Regions from separate parts of the Columba livia genome. Here region 1 is linked to region 2. A link is a contact called in public Hi-C data. All regions are on one chromosome and are shown on one strand. Each heading gives the region's core, a stretch centred on a gene start, on an enhancer-like site or on the middle of the called end of the contact. The rest is flanking DNA. Distances are from core to core; before and after follow the strand shown.

What was found. A called contact is a pair of places that touch in the nucleus more often than the background predicts.
Region 1: a contact with region 2 is called in a Hi-C map of liver, with 2.8 times the contacts expected there. The contact joins the enhancer-like site here to the promoter of GPCPD1 in region 2. A contact is called at or near these places in 2 of 2 Hi-C or Micro-C datasets (crop and liver).

Annotation. Positions count from the first base shown.
Region 1 is chr3:110,993,016-110,999,934 of bColLiv1.pat.W.v2, reverse strand. It overlaps SHLD1 (shieldin complex subunit 1), which reads right to left. Exons shown (of 5, transcript XM_065059166.1): 4 at 5,918-6,107. The coding sequence starts at 6,080. Among named protein-coding and RNA genes, the nearest start is that of SHLD1, 6.6 kb to the right of the region's middle. Within about 2 kb of position 4,949, at least 1 of the 3 cell types and tissues checked has an H3K27ac peak away from gene starts, as active enhancers do.
Region 2 is chr3:110,948,339-110,954,786 of bColLiv1.pat.W.v2, reverse strand. GPCPD1 (glycerophosphocholine phosphodiesterase 1) reads left to right here and starts at 3,084. Exons shown (of 20, transcript XM_065059128.1): 1 at 3,084-3,288.

The DNA of each region.
Region 1 (6,919 bases), core at 3,700-6,199, 43 kb before region 2:
CTGGATGTTTATACCAATATCAGGGATAAAAGAGGAAGATGCTAAAAAGAGAACTTTTGGAAAGGCGAAAAAATTACAGTTGCACCCAAAAAAACCATAATAACTAAGCTTTAAAGACTCTTCATTTCAATAACAAAATCAGATCCCAGCACAGCTGTAACTATAGGACACAGAAGTAGGAAGGCTGTTCCTAGACCAAAACAAATACTTGATGAACAGGCAACATTAGCCACCCTGTGCCAAGATCCATGCAGTAAACAACATGCAACCAACACTCCTGAGAAGTATTTCGACAGCAGCCATGGGGGTTGTGTAGCATCATTTGTCAACAGCAGTAAACTGACACAGAACTGAGCTCCATACAGTGACTGTATACAAACGCACCAACAGCTGAAGAAAAAGTCACAAGCCTATTAAGTTCCAAGCATGCAAGGTTGGTAGCATCAGAAATGAGTAACACTGCCCACTAGAGGGTAGCAGGAAACAAACCTAAACCAATAAAAATCCAATAATTCCCAAAATAGGGGCCATGATCTTCATGAGGCCAAGGCAGCTACCTAAAAAACACCCATTAATTCTGATGGTGTTTCGGATCATAGTTCAAACCGAGTGAGCTTCCAAGTGGGAGTGCATGTTAACTTCCTGCAGTCAACGAGACTGTTCATAACAGCACAAAGCACCTTTGCACATCACCGTGCCCTTCATCTCTGCATCAAGCTGAAATGTAAGATACTTTTTGGGTGATCTTTATCGTTTTGGTAAAGGGAAGTTTCTGTATCTAACCATGACAGCCAGGAATGCAAGTACAAATCCTTCTTACTTCAGCTTTGGTTCAGTCTGAAGGTGATTTAAAATATCAAGAGTGTTTTGGATTTACAAAGTTAACATAGACCTCTCAAATGAGACTATATATAAAGGTCTTTAGCCTTCAGGTTGTCTTCAGCATGGCCAGACAAAAAACAGTTTTGGAAATTCTGCTAGTTTGGGTAACAGTTGTAGCTGAGACAGCTAAGCTGTAATTTCTAACCCAAGTAATGAATAAACACACTAAGTTCTGGGCTGAACTGAACCTTCAATCACCCATCAAGTACCAGCCCTAAAAGGTCACTGCTGACATGGCAAGTACAGCCTGCTCCTTTCATTTTCAGCTTCTACGTCAGCACTTCTACACAACTCCAATACAGAAAAAGTGCAAACCACGCCAGACTTCTTCAGTAAAAATAACTCACTTCAGCAAAAGAGATTAAGCAACTCTTGACACGCAAGTGGACATAGTAAACAGGAGAGAACATTTAAGGACAAGTCAGAACACATGCACCAACATTAGCATGACACCCCAGTTGCTAATAAATACATAGCAACTCACTGCAAATTTAGGCATCCACTGGGTATGTGTAGCTTTTTTTTTCCAGAGGAATCCCAACTGCCCGTAGAACTGACAGCTGCATTAACAAGCTGCAAATCTCTGCTTTGTTTAACATACGTTTGGTTGACTGAAAACCCAGAAAGTAACTGGAACGGTCCAAAAAAATCACAATTGCTTTTATTTTTAAACTGAGATAATCTTGTGATTGGGTGTGTTCTTGATTTAAGTGGCCATTCCAGCAGTAGTGCTGTGGCTCAGACTCACTGATTTGCCTTGAGCTGGTGAGCCCTAGGGAAATGGTTCTGCTCCATCTCCCCCAAAGCTCTGACAACTTGTTCCAAATGGACTATTCTTGAAGGAAGCCTACAAAAACCACAACTAATCCAAAAGAACCTGCAGCCTGGCTCCCCACAAGGGCAAAGCTATTAATAGCATAACACTGCTTTTTCCAGAAACCACCATTCTGGAAAGACTGTAACCCCATATGAAAGACAGAAGACACTGCAGACCGCTGTACCTTGGCATATACTTATGTTGCTGACCGAAAGAGCAACTGTCCCCATCTCATCTGCATAAATATTCACATGGCTGCCTAGCCTTCTAGATCAGTCCCCCAAGCTGACTTCTCGTGTGGCCACCTGAGTACCAGTGCTAAGGATGCAGAAGGAATAAGCATGGTCAGGGGGAGCCTAGGATTCTCGCTGCATTAGAGAGGTCAGGGCAGTCCATGGAAGACAACTAAAGGTAAGCCCAGGCTCAAACCCGAAGCAAACTGCAGGAACGGAAGTGCTTTTGGAGAGGCAACTGAAGGTTGAACACCTCCATCCTCCCAAACTGGCTTTTATTATTTTTTTTTAAGAGCTAGCCAGCTTTTAGATATACACAGGCCTCTCTGATCACATAGTGAACTGTCTTCCTTCACTATCCCATCAATCCAGCATCATCCTTCCCCTCCTAACTGTCATCCTTCCTCTATTATCTCTATTCCTGTGATGCTACATTTTCTATGTACCTTCCACTAAGTGACCCTGTCCATCCATCCATCCAATTCTCCTAAGGACACTCCTTTTTAACTGCTTTTCATTAAAAAGATATAGCCATTAAGGGAGAAGCTAGAGACAAACAAAGAATCCCATCCCTCCAAGATGGTGCTGGCCCCAGAGAACCACTGGGCAGGCAGGTGGGGCTGAGCTCTGCCCTTGCTTCAGCCAGCCTGTCTCCCGAGCGTGGTGCTACAGCTGAGCTCTCAAACGCTGCCTCTGGGTTTGGTAGCATCACCTCAGGGCTACGCTGGCAAACTTAGCTCTGTCAGACCACAAAGCATGGGCAGAGCTCAGGGCCCTGCATGCACTATATCCGTAGTCTATTCTCTAAGGTTTTTTTCAGCCTGCAATTTTTCCAGGCAAACACTGTTTCCACTATCCCTGGTATGCTCTGGTTCAGTCCCCTACAACAAAATGGAACACAGCCAGTGGCCTATTTTATTGTAAACAATCTTTATTAGCTGTCTTTCAAATATTAATCCAAATAATTTAAGGTTTCCCCACATACAACCAAGTGCTGCCAAGTAGGAACTTTTGCTGGCAACTTTTCTTAATCTGGAGGAACTAGCAAGGTACTGCTGCAGCATTGTGTTATTCAGTGATACAGACTAGAAACACTATAAACAGAGAATTTTTGGTATTATTCTTTTCCAGTATGGGGATATTAAAAAAAAAAAAAGAAAAAAAGCAGCATGCTGAAAAGTTCACTGATCGAATTTAATTTTCCCACTCTATCAGTGCCTAAACACTTGAACTCTCTATGACAATAAGCTAAAAATACACATATTTGTTGCAAGAACAGAACCCTCACTCCCACACAAGCCATAAACCTACTCAATTATACACAACTTAGATGTTTAGTAGTATTCCTACAGGACTGTTTTCTTGCCTGAGGATTCCTGCTTTCATAAGGCCCTGATTTCATGGCTAATGGGTACTATCTTCTGCTATTACAAGTGCTGGAGGCTCTCCAGACTAACACAACCTGTTACAGGTGACTAGGAATACCTCCATATCCATTTCCGATTCCTGAATACCTGGGATGGCATGGTATTTCAGTCAGTATCAGTCCAGTTCATTTGACAGATGCCAGACACAGCCTATGCTGCCAGTCTGCTTCTTTGATAAGGAAACTGTCACATTCCCAGAGACCTGATGACCTTTTGGAAATGCTTTTGAATCATTAAGGAAGATACCCACCCCTAATAAAAATTTTTCAGGTTTGATAAGAAGACCCATCATCCATCCTGCCCAAGGGCCAGGATGCAATCTTCTGGTCATACTGTGGGGTGCAAGCCATAGCCACCTCCACTCTCCTAATTTATCTTGTGTCATAGCAGCATTTTACATCTCACAAGAAAAGAAACAAGCAAAGGACCTTCCTTTCCCAGGATAGGTTTGATTGAACTTGCTTGTGCAAGCATAAGTGACAAAGGCAGACTGTTTTTAAAACTGTCCTCCTGCCTCTTCTGCCACAGTGACCAAACTCAGTGGCTTAGAAAGCTGAAGTTGCACAAAAAAAGAGGGTTTAAGCAAGTTTGTATATTGGTTGGACAGTGTTATAAGGAGAAAGGAACCGAGATTTCAGAGCATGAACTGAGTCCCAGGAGCACAGAGTAAGGAACCACTTTACAGCATGCATCCCATAATTATTGCCAAGTGGTCTCAGTTGCGAGAGGTCTCTAAACAAGTGATGAAGGAGAGGGTTCACAGGCCCCACCTGTCCTCCTCAGCACATGTGGATTCCCCACTGACACCAGCAGGTGTTGGAGACAGCAAGGAGGCAGGATCTGGCCTCTCAGAATACCTTGGTACTGAGCTCCAGCTACATATTCCACACGTGTACCATAAATGACTTGCCAAATGATGCCATTTGGGTTTAGAGCTGCCCATCTTCATTTTTCCACAAATGCCTCAGATCATTCTTAGGACTGCTGAGTGGTCAGCCAGTTCTTCTGTGCATCCCATTCACCAGAGCAATCATGTCCAGTTGTCCTGAGCCACACTAAATGGTTTCTGAGCAACTAAACCACCTTACACATAATGCAGGAAATGCCTCACAGCTTCCAGAATTTCTTCATACATGCAACACAGGGCTTGTGAAATCTGAGTAGACAAAAGCCTTCCAGTCTGTTAAAGGAATTTCCCTATCCTCCTCTGTCACAACAGTGGAAAAGGCTTGTTCAAGACATTTCTTATCATGGTGGCCACTCCTCTTGTGCACGAAACATAAAGCAAAACCTCAAATCAGATACACTATTCCTCTAAGGCAAGATGAAGCATTGAATGTGATAGGGCTCATGGTTTGAAGTAGAGGTTACAGTAGATTTGCATCATTAGTAACATAAGACTCATGACTTCTTGGTCTGCATATGAAAAATCAAAGCAAGGATCAGTATCTACTGTTTGCAGATTTCATTACAGTTCTGGATGTCCCACAATTACAGGTGAAGACAACTGTACAGGCAAGCAGTCAACATCAGAGCTAGATTAGTTGGTAGATCCCACTACTTACCTGTTTAGCATGGAAAATAGTGGAATTCCCACTGAAAAAAACTCATCTGTCGAATTACAAGCTGACTTCTTGGAACTAGCAAACCACCCAGTGTCAGAGGAAGAAGAGGAGCCAAACTCTACTTTCACACTACTTCAGACTCCAAAGCAACCAGAAATGTCATCAGTGACTTTTCACCTGCTCAGGTGCCTGGACAAACCATTTCCACAAATTATTTGCTGATCAGATTTTATTTTCCCCCCACAACATTAAAGATCATTACTACAACCTTCATCCTAGCCAGTATGAACACATGGCAAGAAATGCCACTGGGCCAGCATGTTTTGATTTCACACTTCTTGCCATATATTCACACTGACTGGGCTGTGTGTCAGCTGTCCCTTGATCTTCTCAAGTACAACATCACTCCTAAGAATCTGGAGTAGTGGCTGACGTAAAATGCTACTTCTGCAGGAATGATTCCTCCTTCAAGTGAGGGAACTGCTGTCTCCCAGGAGCTGAACTGAAGCACTTCTCACCACACTCATGTCATTAGCACAAGCAAACATTCATTACTATAATTTTAAAATAACGGGTTATAGAGGCCATATCCTGAGCTCATGCCTGGAAGATGCATGACAAGCACAGGAAGAACATAATGGACAGTTTAAAAACAATTCTTACTGACTATGGTAATTTCCTATTGATGCCCAGGGGAATGTTCTGTGGGTTAGTTCAAGTAACTCTCTTCTTCTGAGAAGACACTTAATATGAAGAAACAGTGTAGTCAAAACATTAGCAGCTGATAGTATCCTCTGAACTTCTCTCCTTTGTCTCATCGACCCACAGTTCACACTGCATTGGTCAAGATGGAACAAACTGTAGCTCAGGTAAACTGTGTTTTAAGACAAGGCAGATGCATCAGTACCAGACTGCTCTTCTCAGTCAAATGATACACTAAGTAGATAATGCACTGGCTAAAGAAAGAATATGTGGAAAGGCAGAAGCTGTTACCTGTGGGTGGAGAGGGAAAAGTATCCACAGAACAAAAAAGTTCCTCGCTGTTTTCAGAGCCATGTGGAGGCAGAAAGCACTCTGCTAGGTCACAAACAGAGGACAGGTCCAATATGCTGCTCTCATCTGAGTGAGAATTTGATGATATCTCTTTTCCTTCCATGGTCCCACTGCAGAGAGACAAATACAACTGAGCTGGGTTTTTAGAGCGTGAAAATCCAAGCAGAAACCAACACAAACAATTTGGCATTTTTGCACTGCTTTCTGAGCTGAGAAAAGCTGATCAAGCATATTAGTACTTCATTTAAGAAAACAAGAGGAAAGGTGTAAGGGAAACAGTTGTCAGCCCTAAGTAGGATCACTAGGAGTCCACAACAAATCTGGCTTTGCTAGAGGCTTTCTAGAAGTAAAGATTCAGGCCCCCAACATGAGAAAGCTATGGAGTATATTCCCTTCAGGGCACATTATGTGTGCAGTTTAAAAGGAAGTAGGTTCTTCAAGCTCCCTGATCATTCATGCTTCTAGAAGTCACAAGTTAAGCCCCTGCCTCTGTTCACAAAATTCATCACACTCACTAGCAGAATGAAAGAGCATCTTAAAACACAGTAGTCCCAACCCCACAGGGACAGCAAGGATTTCCTTGTGTGGAGACCCTAGGGCAGCTGTATACCCTGTGCACAGCACTTTGGAAAGCTGCAGTTGAAACATCCCACATTCCAACATCGTTCTCTTGAGCTCCCTGAACCAGTCCACCACCACAGAGAGTAGGGCAGGGTTGGTGCCATCCAGCTCCATACCAAGGGCTACAGTGGATGGGCAGTTCTTTCGGAGAGGATGAAATCAAAATGTTCCACTCCAGCAGCTCCAATCACAGCCACGCAAGTGTCTCAGGCAGGAGAGGAATGAAAGGCAAAAAACTTGGTGGGGCAGGAGCTCACAGAATGACAAACAGAGAGAAGCAAGTAGGTATCCTCAGGCCAAAGCATGATTAGCACTGCTTCA
Region 2 (6,448 bases), core at 1,835-4,334:
CTTTCCAAATGAATGAATATATACTTGAAGAATTAAAACATTTTGTCTTTGAACAGAATGTCAGAGTTTAGCTGATATCAACCACATTAGTTTACAAGGAGAAAAAGAGAATTTTCTAGCATTTCAATTCAGCGGATTATATTAGCTTTTCTTATCTTACCAAAGTAGTAGGGGGATGTAAATCTCCAATAGAATGAACACATGAGTATTTCATTAATCCATTTAGGGCTTAAATTGCAACTTTTTGCTACAATGAATTAGGGCGGGAAACACAATAATAGTTTTGACTGGTTGCAGACATTTTCTGGAATAAACACTAGGGCTGAAAGAGACCACGTGTTACACTTCCAGTTCTTGACAAAAATTTAATGATACTGTTTCATAACATGATGCTGGCACCACAAAGAGCCATTTTTGAAAAATTTAACAAAACAAACCATGTTAGAAAGTGTTAAATTCTATCCCAGCTTTACAACAAATTGCTTAAACTAATAAATATTTTAAAAGGCAAGAGAACACAAGTAGGCAATTTCTTTTCTAAATAGTATTTCTTCTAAAGTTTCTTCTTCCTTTCTTCAGTACACTGATCACACATGTAGAAATGATAGCTCCTAATGTTTACTTAATTACTAAGGGTTTGTAACTAGGACATTTCACATTCTTGTTTAACAAGATTCTCACTTTCTGACAAGCATTTTTCACCTACCCTCCCTCTTCCTTAGCCAGAGGAATTCCTCATGTGTTTTTGATTTCAAAACAAACTGCTTTCAGCTTTACTGCACACCTCCCCTCGCCCTTTTTTAATTTAAGCATGGTACTCTGATCCTCCAGTACTTATATAAAGACCTCAGCAATTCAGAAGTATTGCATACTATTCTGGTATAGAACATCTGATATTTTCCCTACAACATCCAGGTCCATGTGACAAATTACTTATAAACATGGCTGGATTTGCAGGGCATGAATGAATGGAAAATAGTCCTCTGTTTATTTAAACAATGGATAGAAGGAAAGCACAGAGCAGCATATTAGCAATAGCACTAAATCCCAATGCAAGACAGGATAAAGGGGCTTCTCCACACATACGGACTGCAGCTTCTTTACCAGCTGACACAAGCTGTATAAAGCAGAATCCAGTTCCTTATCACACTATTTATGCAAGCTTACTATTAGAATGACTGGACTCGTCATACTGTCACAACTCCAAAGCTCTGCTGCAAAATGGAGCACCAGCTCCCCCAAAAAAAAGCAGAGGAAAACATTTTCCCTTTATTTGCTAATACGTTTTTGAGTGAATTACAGTGGGACAGCTTTTTTCTCAGTAAATCAAGTCTCGGGAAAGCCACAAAGTTGTAGTGCCAAACACAACTATCTTTTAGTGCAGCAAAGCCGCCCAAGGTCTTCATCCAAGGGTCTGGTCTCAGCCAACCTGAAACTGAGACAAGTATCACACTTTGCCTGGGTCTTCGAAACCCCAGCATGGACATTCCCACACTGATATGCCTTGGTGGCATTGTTAAAGAAATGTTCTTGACCCCAGGTTTGATGGCACAGATGAGAAAAAACACCACTTCTCTGACTTAATGAGCCAGCAGGGAGTTTTCTTCTGCAAAGGGAAACCTGCACCAGACAGCTCTGAGATCACACAATCACAGGATGGTTGAGGGGGCAATGGACGTCTGGAGGTCATCTGGGCCAAGAGCCCTGCTCAGGCAGGGCCACCTAGAGTTGGTTGCCCAGGTCTATGTCCATCCATTGCCCAAGACGGGGGGGGAATGGCTGTTTTAACCTGTGTTAAAAAAATGCTCTTGACCCTAGGTTTCCCCTGGCATAGTCTCAGATCACAGAATGTCAGGGATTGGAAGTGACCTCAAAAGATCATCCAGTCCACTCCCCTGACAGAGCAGGAACACCTAGATGAGGTTACACAGGAATGTGTCCAGATGTCTGTGCTTAAAAAAAAAAAACAAAACAAACTAATTTAATCAAAAGATAAAAAACAAATCGAAAGATACAGCAAAGAAACAGTCTGGGCTGGGCGCCTCTCAAGGGGAGGGACCCTGAGGCAAAAGAGGCTTGGGCTTTTAAACCCTCACAATCTATGCACCCACTCTTTACATGTCCTTCACACTCTGTCCATGCCTGATGGTAAGTGTGGGTCTGGGGCTTCTTTGTGTCTTATTGGATGCTGTTTCTCCATCCCCCAGGCAACCTTTTTACTAGCTGGTTCGCAGCCTCTTCTGACAAGAGTTTCCTCTCTCTCCTGGTGCTGGTCTTCAGGGCCCCTCCATCAGTCACCAAGCAACCATGACTTGTGGCCTGGAATTCCAGTGAGTTGGCCACTTATGCTAAAATAGTTATTCAAACAAAAGAATACAGCTAGGAGAATAGAATCCAATTAAAAATTTAGTTTGATTAAACTTAATCTGCAACATGCTTTCAGCTGTACCATGAATGACAGCCCATTTGCTTATACGACCAGGCACACAGGCAAGCCTGCAGAGCCTGCCAAAAGCAGAGGGGCTCCCTGGGAGCCTCGACCCAGCTGTGTGGTGGGCCAGTTCCTGCCACCCCACATTTCAGTAGGCAAGGGAGGCTGCATCCTGCCAGTGGGTCTGGGCCACATGCACAAGCAGGGGCTCTGAAAAACACTCATGGAAATAAACAGCCACCAACAAATATCAAATCCACAGCAACCAAAGCCTTTCTCAAGAAAGGTATGCTGTCTGTCCCTCCATACCACAAGAAAAGTCATTGTGCCCATGATGCCATGAGCTCACAGCTGGCCTGTCATTGCAACCCAACAGCACCTCGAGGAAAGAGCTACCTGCCCCTGAGCAGCCCGCACCCTCCCAGGCTGGGCACTGGGGACCCAGCCTGAGGCAAAGTGACCTCAGGGGGTGAGTAGGTGATGGCGGTGGAATCCTCCCTTGCCTCAGCAAGGCCCTTTCCCAGCCCTTAGCCCTGTCCGCACAGCCACCCCACCGGCCCCGGGGAACGGGCCCCCAACCCGGCCCCTTCGGACGCCCAGCGCTTTCGAGGAACAGCCCTTCCTGCTCGCTTCTGATTGGCTGCAGTAGGAAAGGCGGGGCCGAAGCTGCGGGGAGTGACGTCACGCGAGGCAGCCGCTCCCCGGCCCGGCCGGGGGCAGCTGGAACCGGTTGGCGGGCGCCCCATCCCCCGCGCTGCCAGGCGGCCCTGGGCAGCGACTGCGGACACCGGCTTCCGGGAGGAGGAACAGCGAGCTGGGCAGCGCAGGTTGGGAAGCCCGGTGCAGCTCTCCGCCAGGCTAGCCCACGCGGCCGGCCGGGACCCGCGGGGGCGCGGTGGAGGACGGTCGGTGCGCGCTCCTGAGGAGACCTGGGGCCTGAGGGGGGTCGGTTCGCGCCCCGGTGGCGGGAGGGCGCTGCGGGAGCAGTGCCGCGCGCCCCGCGGGAGGTGTGGGGGGAACGATGTCCGGCACTCGGTCGGTTGCGATGCGGGGCATTGCTGGTGCCCGGCCCTGGGAGGAGCTGGGGGGCGGAGCTCCGCCTGTCCCGCGCGGCCGCCCCCTCCCAGCGCCCCGGCTCCTCTCGCCGCCACGCCTTTCCTTAGCCCCGCCCCCTGACCCCACCCTAGGGCTTTCGAGGGAAAGACACGGTCTTCCCACCCTTCCCGCTCTTTCCTTACTGAGTGCGGCGGGGAGGGCGGAGCCGAAGGCGCGGGCAGTGACGCGTCGGCAAGGGGAGGTCACATGGGGCCATCTCCTCCGCGCCGCTCCGCCCCCTCTCCGGCTCGGCCGGAGGCAGCTGGAACCGGTTGGTGGCCGTGCCGCCCCCTCCCCTCCCCTCCGCTGTCAGAGGGCCCTGGGCAGCGGCCACGGACCCCGGGGGCGAGAGGAGGGGCAGGGAGCCCGGGCAGCGCCGCCCGCAGCCCTGCACAAAGGGGCTGGGAGCCGGGAGAGGCGCTTGGCCAGGTCGGCGCTGCCGGGCGGGTGTCGTGGTGGGGCTGTGCGGCGGCAGCGGACGGTTCGTGCGTGGTCCTGGGGGGGTTCGACTCGCGCCGCGGTGGCGGGAGGGCGCGGGGGAAGCCGTCCCTGGGGGTGTTGTGAGCTGAGAGGAGGGATGGCACTCGGCCCTGAGGGGATACGGGACACGGGTGCACGGTCGGGCTGTGGCATGGCGCCTGCAGCTCCCCTGGAGGGGATGGCTGTGTGCCCTGTGGCGGGAGGAGAGGGGCTGCGTGCCGCCGGGGTGACCGAGGTGCCGCACGGTCCAGAGCAGGCGCATCGTTCCGGGAGGGCAACAGGCGCTCGCGGCGCTGCGGCGGCCGGGCTGTCACCTGGCGAGCATGGCTTGGCGAGCTGCCGGGCCGGGACACGCCGGATCCGTTTATTAACGTCCCCGCTGAAAGCCCTCGCCCGGGGCGGTCGCGCAGCTGCCGCATTATGTAAGCGGCCGGGACGGGGCGGGCCCGAGGACGGGGCGGGCCGCCTCCCGCGGTGCTGCGCTGTGCGGGGCTTGCGGTGGGGCCGCTGCCCGCGGCGGGTGGAGAGCGGTCGGTAGGTCCGGTCGGTCTGGCGGGCCAGTGGGGTGCGGCGGGCGGGTTGGTGCGGGTGCGTGTGTTCTGCTCTTTGTCTCTGATCTGGACCAAAGGAACACATTAACAATACTAACAGCTTGTGTTCTATTCCTGATCTCCTATGACTAATAAGACAACTCCAGATTAACTTTGTTATTTGCTTCCTAACCAGGCTGTGGCAGGAGGTGCAGATTCATTTTCCCATATTTTCTTTTTTTTTTTCCCTTTTCAATCGATAGGTTGTCTTGCAGGGTGTTAGTGTTTTAATTTGTTAAAGCATGCACTGTTAGATGGAGATTTCACTTCAAAATACTTTAAAAGTTAATGGTACAGTGAAATAGTTGACAAGTGGAATTATTTTTTGTCATAAAATATCTTTTTCCTTATAGACTCTTATATGTATTTCTATTGTAGCACTGTTCTCTGTAAAATAACTATAGAAAGTACTAAAAAATCAGAGGACTTCTGTTTGTCTTGAATAGAAACTGCTAGTCTAAACTGCTACAGAATCTCTTAGTAAAGCAGGTTGTTCCTCAATAAAATGGATACTGGCTTTGAAAAACCTTTTAAAAAGTTGTTTGTTGTTGTACTGGGAGCTGTGGGAAGCATTAGATGTGTTGTTTGTCCGTGTCATTTCTAAGTGTGGAATGTTAGTATGATTACAAAGATCTAAATTACTACTTGTTGTTAAGATCTTGTCGGCCACACGTTAATAATAAACAACACGTCAGCAAAGAGAAATCAAACCGAGGCTGTTATACTTTGCTTGCAAATATATCCCAGCCATTTCCTGTCTTTTTCAAGAACTTTGTCTATGAAGCTGTTGTGACATAGCTGAGACAGAACAGTCTGTGTCATGCACAAGTAGTTCAGAAATGCTGAAAACCATTGAGTTCCTGTTATTTAAAACAAAGCAGATGCATTATAGGTGAACATAGTGTGTCAGGTAGGAATCTTGTGTTTGATTACCATGTCTGACTCAGCCTTGCAAACCATTAAATTGATACTGAAAATAGGATCTCGAATGTATTTTTCTCTGTTGCTATATACTAACGTGATGCTGTTTCAAAACAGTACTCAGGCTGTTCTTTCTGCATGTCAGCATAGCCCTGTTGGTAAAATTCCTGCCTTGCGTCAGAACAGCATGTCTAAGTATTGTATGCAAGTTTGTTTTCTGTCCATACTGCAATGCAGTATGAGAGAGCTGCTGACTTTGTGGCTGTCCTTTCTCACACAGTCAAGGTGTGGGGGAAAGGAGGGGATGGGAAGAACCTTCTGGTTGTTTGGGTGGAAACAAGGGAATTGATGCTGTAATGTTGTTTCTAAAAATTCTCCTTCAGTCGTTAGAGTGAATGTCCTGACAAGCATATCCTCTGACCTTGCTCTAAAATCCAGGTGTTGTCAGCTGTTGTTGCTTTATTTCATTACATACCTAATGTGTTACTTTAGATGTAGTTCATAATATTCTGAGACCTTATTAGGAACAACCACAAGCAACAAAATCCGTTCTTCGTACTTCAAATTTAATCGGATTTGAATACATAACATTTAAATATTAAAGTTATAGTCTGAAGTAGCATGAATTGATATTTTTATGCTTGGGAGTCTAATGCTGTGAGTGAAAAATGACAAAACTGTTTTAAAACAGCAGTTTTGTGTGCTTAGGCTCATATATCTTCTTTGGTCAGCACAGCACCAGATCTGATGCACGGAGGATTTTTCTATTGCTGTGTACAGTACAGCTTTCAAGACTGTAAGAGGTGAATGCGGTACCTCCTGCTGCAGCGCATGGTAGTGTTCAAACGCAGGCCTCCCGAGGCGGGTGGCAGGGCTGTGGTGCCCTGCGTTGTCCCGCTCCAGCCAGCGCGCACTCCCAGCTGTCTCGTGA